2 separate regions of the Mus musculus genome follow, and region 1 is linked to region 2. Evidence: chromatin contacts called from public Hi-C data. All regions are on one chromosome and are shown on one strand. Each heading gives the region's core, a stretch centred on a gene start, on an enhancer-like site or on the middle of the called end of the contact. The rest is flanking DNA. Distances are from core to core; before and after follow the strand shown. Region 1 overlaps Adgrg2 (adhesion G protein-coupled receptor G2). Region 2 holds the start of Adgrg2 (adhesion G protein-coupled receptor G2).

Region 1 (4,484 bases), core at 803-3,302, 51 kb before region 2:
ACCTAGGCTGGGAATGGACACAAGGAAAAGCGGTATGAACCTGTGAATTCATCTACTGCTCAGCCTGGAGTTTTCAATGGCCACTATAGTGATCTTTCTCATCCTGGAAGGTTCCTCCATGTTTTATCTTGACTGCCATCTTGATGAGATCTACAATCTCTTTGGAAGCAGATGTCTGAACACATCTATGATAGTTTCTAAATCAGGTTAATTGGGGTAGGAAGAGCCACCTTACATGTAGCCAGCACCATTTCATAGGTCAGTGTCTTAGAGTAAATAAAAAGGAGAAAGGAAGCCAAACAGTAGCAACCATATTGGTTTCTTGACTAGGGGTGCAATGTGACCAGCTGCCTCAACCTCCTACTGCCACGGCTTCTTTGCCATAAAGGACTATATCCTGCAACTATGAGTCAAAACCCCAAAACAAAAGCAAAACAACCCAAAAAATGAAAAAGCAAAAAACCTAGTCCTCTTTCTCTCTCATATTTTGTCACAGCAATACAAAAGAACTATCATGTTCACGCTCAGTATCTAGTTGGCACCTAGTGCTGAAGGCTGCACCTAATGGGTTCATAGCCCTTTTGCTTAGAATCTTACCTAACCTTGGATAAGTTCTCTTATGTCTACTCACCAGTGATCTATTACATCCTTCAGCTGGTGTCTATCTGGGATCTTCATGCCATAATCTTTGCTGTCCTATCCCTGCTTGTGGCTCTCAATATAGCTGCCCACTAGGAACACAGGGGCCATTTAGAATCCCAGTCCACAACACAAGAGCTGAGACAGATTTAGGGTGAGTACCTCTGGGCTTCTCTATTGCCTAAAGTCAGTTCCACCACTCCTTATATCTATACTTGTCCTGTGTTTTGTTTTCCATGAGTTTATTTATTCACTTTACATCCAGATTGCAGCCCACCTCTCCCCCCAGTCCCCTCCACACACATAGCCCCTTACCCCATCCTCTCCTCCCCTTCTTCTCTGAGAAGCAGGAGGCACCCTGCAGGTACCAACCTACCCTGGTACATCAAGTCACTGCAGGGCCAGGCACATCCTATCACACGGAGGGCAGACAAGACAGCCCAGTTAGGGGAATTGGATCCACAGGCAAGCAAACAGAGTCTAGACAGCCCCCACTCTATTGTTGGAGGCTTATCATATATGCCCTTCAAGGAGTCCTTATGGGAGTTTAGGTGAAAAGCAGGATAGAGTGTCCTCTGCTATCAGTGCTCCCTATAATCTATTGAGAAGCACTAGAATTCCTTGCCATCATTTTACCTTCTAGGGAGAATCACAGCCCAACAGAAGTGACTTCATGCTTGGGTATGAGGCTAGGGACTTGGTGGAGTTGTGAGATTAGCTGAACATCTACCTGAAATTCATAATTTCAGTTTTACAAGCAGAAGGTAGAAATAGAGTAAGGAGCTTGGCACTGGGTTTGATAGTAGAGGACCATACCAAAGAAGACAGGGACCATTGTTTCAGCCCACCTACTGCTTCATTATCATCTTTCCTGCAAGGAAGAATGGACACTGGAGAATCAAGTGTAAGAGGGTGAGAGGAAAGACAGCAAGGACTGGAGAAGGGGAATTGTAAAGCAACTTATCACTGGAAATATCTGCAGCACTGGGAGATCGTTAGACCCAGCCCAGAGAGAAAGTTGGGATTATAGCTTATGAGATCACCAAGCTGTTTCAAATGTGTAATTGTTTCCAAGACAATTTGGCAGGCATGAAATTATAACCATCTTCTACTATTATGTCATCCACCCTCTGGAAAATAGAACAGTTGTACCTAAAAGGAGAACCTCCTTCAAGAAAACCAAAAAATAACCAAGGCATTATTAGCCCAAGATTGGAGAACCAGGGAATGGAGATGTGTAGTGACCCACCAGCCCTGATTTGGGCTTCCAATAGACTGAAATAGCTCTTGCAAGTGTCATCTAGTTAGATAACCAGATGTGTTAAACTCTGAGGATTCTCTTGGCTGGCTGGGGCCCCACAAGAGTGTCAGACCCACCTCTCCCTGCTGACAAGAGCTAATGAGTCATCTCTCAGGCTTCCAGGGTGAAGCTACTGTGTTTGCATCCTAGAGCTGAGGAGCCACTCCTTTCTAGTAACCCCAGTGTTCCCTTTCTTCCTCTCCAGGTCCCAGTGACACATTTAAATTTAGCTTCAAACACTTACTACCTGGAGCAGCCTGGTTGAGGGTACATGGTATTAGCTCCAAAGTTTGATGGCAAATCTTCATAGCCCCGGGACTCTGATCAAATGACTTAATTTCTTCTATGCTCAATTTTTCCATCCATAAACTGGGGTGAAAAAGCTACCCGCCATGAAGAGAGATAAATGAGATAATGTTTACAAAGTACTAGGAAGGCTTGGCTTAGAGCAGGCTCCAAGTCTGCATTCGTTTTCCCTACCTGCATTTGTCTGCCCATTATCCCTTCACTCTCCTTTCCCACCTGGTACTGAAGATGCATCAAAAGACAGAGAGTGTACAGCAAGTTCACGGTCAACACAATTCCAGGTGGCACCAAACAGAAGGAGGAATAAAGAAAGAGAGAAGGGAACACCGGAGAAAGAGATTTGTGAGATCTCCTTTTCAGCTTGATAGAGGAAGGAGTATTTGGCTGAATGTTGGAGGGGAATGTGTTTCCAAGCAGACGTTAGAAGGTGACCTGGATAAGTTGAAGGAGGGAGCATTTGAGTGAAACAGGGAGGGGAGCAAAAAAATGGGACATTAAGGAGCAGATGACTACTATGGGCTTGAGTCCATAATCCAACTGGGGACCTTTAGGAGACAATGACGAGCATAATTCAGCACTGTCCTGCCGAGGGATGAGGAAAACCCAACTTTCCTGTTTAGGGACAGCAGGGTCCTATGTAACTCTGGCTAGCCTTGACCTTTTCATCCCTCTGCCTCAGCTCTTTAGTGAGAGATGTGGCTCTGAGGTATCTGGGTAATCTGAACCAACCTATATTCAGGGACTCTCATCATTAAGGGCTCTACCACTGCTTATTTTTACTGTACAGATGCAGAAGCAGCAAGCAAAGGAGAGGGTTTAAGCCAGCGGAGGGTTTAAGATGGCAGCGGGCAAGCCAGGCATGGGAGTGCACAACTGTAATCTCAGCACTTGGAAGGCAGATGCCAGAAAACCAGGAGTCAGTTTTGGCAATGTAGTAACTTTGAGCCAGCATAGAAAGAAATGTTGTATATAGAGTACACATATAAACTTTGTGATTATAAGGCCTGAGTTTGAATCATGATTCTGCGCCCCCCCCCCCAGACAAATTTGAAACTACATTTGTTAAATACTGGCCAGGGTGATGGTCACCATTTTTCATAAGCTTCCAAAGACACCCCCTTTCTGAAAAAAAAAATCTGTACTTCATTTGAATACATTCTTTTTCAATTTCTAAATGGAAATGCCCACCAAAATAAATCCTCATACATTTGATCACGTGATTTTGGATAAAGATGCTAAGACTGTTCAAGGGGAAAAAGATAGCCTTTTCAACAAATGATGATAGAAAAATGGGATAGCTCCAGGAGTCAAAGTTGGTTTAAATATGAGTTAAGGCTATACAATTCTTAGAAGAAAACATACTGGGGAATCTTCCTGACATTGGATTTGGCAAAGGGAATTTCTTGGATTTGATACTAAATTATAGACAATAAAGGTAAAATATGTTCATCAGACCTCATCAGGATTAAAAACTTAAATTCATGAAAGAACACCATGGAGAGTGAAAATAGAAGATATTTGCAAATCATCTCATAAAGGATTAATATCCATAGCATATAAAAAATCTCTAAAAGTCAACAACTTAAAAATACATTTTTTAAAAAAGGGAAAATGATATGAATAGACATTTCTCCAAATAAAGATAAAATGGCTAATAAGTGCCTCTCCCCAAAGATGCTCAGCTCACTAATCACTAAGGAAATACAAATCAAAACCACAGTAAGATGTTACTTCATTCTTACCACCCAAACAAAAGAAAACAGTAAGTGTTGTCAAGGATGTGGAGAAACTGGAATCCCTGTGCTTTGCTTGTAGGAATGTGAAATGTATAGCCACTACAAAAAGCAGGCTGGCAGGTCCTCAAAGAATGCAAATGAACCCTGCAGTTCTAACCCTAGGTGTACACCCCAAAAAAATGAGAGCAGGGAGTCAGATATCTGCTTGCTTGCCTAGGCTCACAGAAGCATTACTCACAGTAACTAAAAGACAAACAAGCAAAATATCTAAGGACAGATGAATGAGTAAACACAATGTGGCACATGTAGAATATATATAGTCTTTAAAAATGGAATGAAATCCTGATATATATATATATATATATATATATATATACACACACATACATATACACATATATATGTATATATATATGTGTGTGTATATATATATATATATATACATACACACACACACACACACACACACACACACACACATATATATATATAAAACTACAACA
Region 2 (4,069 bases), core at 368-2,867:
ATTAAGCTTCTTTTAAAATAATGATGCTCAAGAACTTCAAGTCCCTGAAGAAAGAAATTGAAGAAGATCTCAGAAGATAGAAAGATTCCCATGCTCACGGATTGGCACGGTTAATATAGTCAAAATGGCCATCTTGCCGAAAGCAAGAATAATGATGCTCTTAATGCAGCATTAATCATTAATATTAATAGCAAAAGCAACAAATTCTGTCATACCATGCATGACTAGGGTTCCATAAGCTTAAGATAGCCAAGAACTTCAGAATTATGAGAAAAACTGTAGAAGCTATCCTAATCCTTTATCCACCATCCTCACCAAGCCGAAGCCTAAGCAGATCAGACACAGTTCTGATACAAGACAGGATCGACTAGATAATTTGTGGAGCCCAGAACAAAACAAAACCAGATCCTTTTCTTTAAAAAAATAGGAAGAGTTATCACAGCATTACACCAAGTGCATGCAGGTAGCAAGCCGGTGAAGGCAGCTGGCTTTGTTATCAGAGCCTTTTGTGTTTGGAAAGTTGATAAGAAAAGCAAAAATATTTCACTATTAAACAAGTAGCAACTGGTTAATCTGTTTCAGCGTGAGTGTTGTGTGTCTGGGTTAGAGATGAGGTTGGGAAGTCTTCAGAGTTTCGTCTTGTCTCCTGACCTTCCATTTTTTCTTAAGCTTTTCAGCCGGTTGGACAAGAAGCAGTTCTGTAGAGCGGAGCAGTGTGGTCCATGAGGCAGCAGTACCATCTGAAAGCTTGGACAGAAATGCAGACTCTTGGGTCCCACCCCAGACCTACTGAATCAGAGCCTCATTTTAACAAGCTCCCCAAGGGATTCATACATCTGTGCCAGGCCAGACTAGAAGTGTTCTTGTAGAAGCAACCATGGGAGACTTCAGTGTCATGCTTCCTGTGTCTCATATGAGGCGAGTCAGCTCTTTCTTCCACTCACTTTGTACAGGGCTCCGGAATTTTGAAACCCAAGCTCAGGTGGAGACCGTACATCTCAAGACCGATTGCCCCTTTCAGAGGATTATCATTCCTTGGTTCTGGGATGCCAGTCTGGGATGCCTCCTTGCGCTGGGGGCCACCTGTTCTGGGCCCTGCATGTGGGTGCTGTGCCCATTCGACCCATGTGGGTCAAAGGCACATCTACACCTTTCAATTTTACTGGCCACAGGAGGTAAACCGAGTCCTAGGGAGTCGCGCATTAGCAAACCGCCCTCCAGAGTAAAGCTCTTGGTTCCTTTGCCCAGAACGGGGAGGAGGGTCTGAGATCATTTAGAACTTTGCCATTTACAGGTTGCCTTTCACGGATAACTTGGTTACTTTCCCACCGCACGCACTTTCCCACTTACGGAGCCCGGGATCCGCCGGGCTCCAAGCTTTGCCTCTGCCTTTCCAGACGGCCCAAGAGCTCCAGCTCAGAACCGCCAACCCAGGGAGCCACACCAGTCACCCTCCCAGCCATCGAGCCCGCCGGGCCCGTCGCCTGTCCTTGGCTCAGCGGCTTAGGTCTTAAGACCCCTAGGGTTTCAGATACCCTTTCTCGGCGCCACACTCACCTGCGGGTCCCGGTGACCGGTTGGCTGCTGGCGTCCTCGGGCCCTCCTTTTCCCCTTTCTGTCGGGCCGCGTCCCTCCTCCTCCCTCCCGCGGGCTGGGCGCCGCCCCCGCCGCTCCCGGACCACTTGCCCGCCTGCTCTGCAGCTGCCCGGCGTGGCGGGGCGAGCGCTCAGTGTGGCGGGGCTGGGCGTGGAGGTGGGGAGCGGGCGGGGCGCTGACACCGGGAAGCAGCCTCGTGGAGAGCTTCAGCCTAGACAGTGGGGAACCCCTAGGATGCTGGGCGGCTAGCAGGGCGCGATTCCCCACCCAGCCTCCACCCAGTGGCTCACCTTTAGGGGTCGCCTTGATCCCCCAAAGGCCTGGCCCAGGCTACTTTGAGCATCGCATGCTCCTGATAGGTGAAAACCCTCGCCCTTTGCCAGAATATTTCTGAAAGCAGAAACCAGACCTCCCCCCAGAGGACCAGAGTAAAATACCTGGTAAAGAACCATGCTGAGTGGTTTCTGAAAGAAACTATATAATTCACTAGGTAGTAAAAAACTAGGGGTCCTCATCGTTCCTCTGCCTGCTTGGGGGTGGGGGTGGGGGAACACTGGGGGCGGTGTGGCACTATAAGACCTTGCTTTGGCTTCCTATTCCCATGGTCAGCATCTCCACTTTCATAGACTATAAGCTAGGTCTGTAAAACTCAGATCACTTAAACAACTTTTCAAAGGCCCATTTAACAGACAGAATTCTGGAATAAGGTTTCCACAGTATTGACTCTCAGGTAGAGACCAGGAGAAAATATAAGCTGTCCGAATTTCCTTCCTGGTTCTTTCCAGTCAAGAAATGCCTATAGTTGCAAAGTGCTTTACAATATGAAAGCACAATTCTGATTTCTTATAACGTGCAGGGAAATAGAGCATTTTTTTTCTTTATGACCAAAATTGGATTTTGATTTGAATTCACAATCCTGGGGATCTGCTATTTATAAAGGGCAAATCTGAAGAGTAGGGTGACTGAGTCTGCTACATCAGCCCCATTGAACAAAGCTCAGGGTATACATTCTGCCTGGCAGGATGGGTTGTATTTGTTTTACAAACACCAAGTTATTAACACTCACAACAGTCTAGCTGGAGAAATGAATGGGCAGTGTTTTCAGACAGACTTTTGCCTGGATGGATTAAGGGAGAGTTGGTGGAGAAGAGGAAGCACATCCAGGTTACATAACAAGCCAGAAGTTGTGGCTGGAAGTGGGGAGTATATTTAAGAAACAGACTGCATGTCATTCCAAAGGGTTAAAATGGTTGTGTTTGTCTTATTATAAAACAGACTCCATAGCATATAGAGCCACAAGAATTCTTATACAAAGCTAGTTGGATGTAAATTGCTTTTAGCGCTTTAGAGCTCTGTCAGGATGTACTAAAGTGAGTACCACTATTGTATGACAAGCAATTCCCCCTTAGATTCAGCCTCAACAGAAATGAGTTGTATGTTTACCAAGAGAGATGAGTAAGGATATCACAGCACAGTATTTGTGTTACTTAGAACATGCCCAAATGCCCATTGGCCATAGAACAAACTGAGGGTCAGCCTGGTAGTATAACCCCAGATATCCTGGAAACTAGGGCAAGGGATAGTGAATTCAAGGCAAGGCCAGTATGGGCTACATAGTGAGTTCAAGGACAGTCTGGGCAACTTAGTGAGAGCCCCCTCCAAAGAAAAAGTAAAAAGAAGTCTGAAGATGTCACCTAGTGGTATTAATATTAGCACTTGCATAGTATGTGTGAGGGCCTAGATTCAATCCCTACCACTGAAAATTCAATGAAATGTGGTGGTGGTGGTGGTGGTGGTGGTGGTGGTGGTGGTGGTGGTAGTGCTGGTGTTGCTGGTGGTGGTGCTGGTGGTGGTATCACCACAAACTAGGATACCAGGCTGCCAATGAGAATGTATGGACCACTGCTGTGCAAGGCATGGGTGGAACTCATAAAGAACGGAAGTGAAGGAAGTCAAACAGCCATATATTTTGGTTCTGCTCACCACTGATATGTGCTGTCAGGAGTCAAGATAGTGGTCACTAGTGAGCTAGAGGGGAGTTTTCAGCAGACAAGAAAAAGAATTGGCTGTCTACAGGGATTTATTGATCTTGACCTGGGTACTGTTCACACTGATTTGCTTGTTCCATTTATGAAACTCATTGAACTGCTCACCTATGATATGAACACTTACTAGATACGGGTTACACTTCCGCTTTTTTTAAAAAAAAAGATAAAATATGGGTTTTTATATTCAAAATCGCTTACATTGTTAAAAGAAAGATACCAGAATAAGCATGCTTTCCCTTTAAACAACTAGCTATAACACACACACACATACACACACACACACACACACACACACACACACACACTTAACTTTAAGGAAATATGCCTCAAAAACAAACATGACTCAGTACTTACCCTAAAATTAAAAATTCATATTTTGATCCACTTCCAGCCTCTTGCATTCTCTTCTTGACTCATAGAGCAAC

What was found. Hi-C and Micro-C count contacts between places; a contact is called where the count stands out from the background.
Region 1: a Hi-C map of pancreatic cancer cells shows a contact between it and region 2, with 2.7 times the contacts expected there. The contact joins the enhancer-like site here to the promoter of Adgrg2 in region 2. A contact is called at or near these places in 3 of 39 promoter capture datasets (the 3T3-L1 cell line and liver), 4 of 484 Hi-C or Micro-C datasets (the AML12 cell line, embryonic fibroblasts, pancreatic cancer cells and 1 more), 3 of 115 datasets of contacts at active chromatin or transcription factors (embryonic stem cells and fibro-adipogenic progenitors) and 2 of 9 other capture datasets (adipose tissue and liver).

The regions. Positions count from the first base shown.
Region 1 is chrX:160,439,014-160,443,497 of GRCm38.p6, reverse strand. The region is part of intron 3 of Adgrg2 (adhesion G protein-coupled receptor G2); the gene reads right to left. Among named protein-coding and RNA genes, the nearest start is that of Adgrg2, 51 kb to the right of the region's middle. Within about 2 kb of position 2,052, at least 5 of the 459 cell types and tissues checked have an H3K27ac peak or open chromatin away from gene starts, as enhancers often do. A contact at or near this core is called in pancreatic cancer cells, where this site is marked.
Region 2 is chrX:160,388,238-160,392,306 of GRCm38.p6, reverse strand. It overlaps Adgrg2 (adhesion G protein-coupled receptor G2), which reads right to left and starts at 1,617. Exons shown (of 28, transcript NM_178712.4): 1 at 1,558-1,617.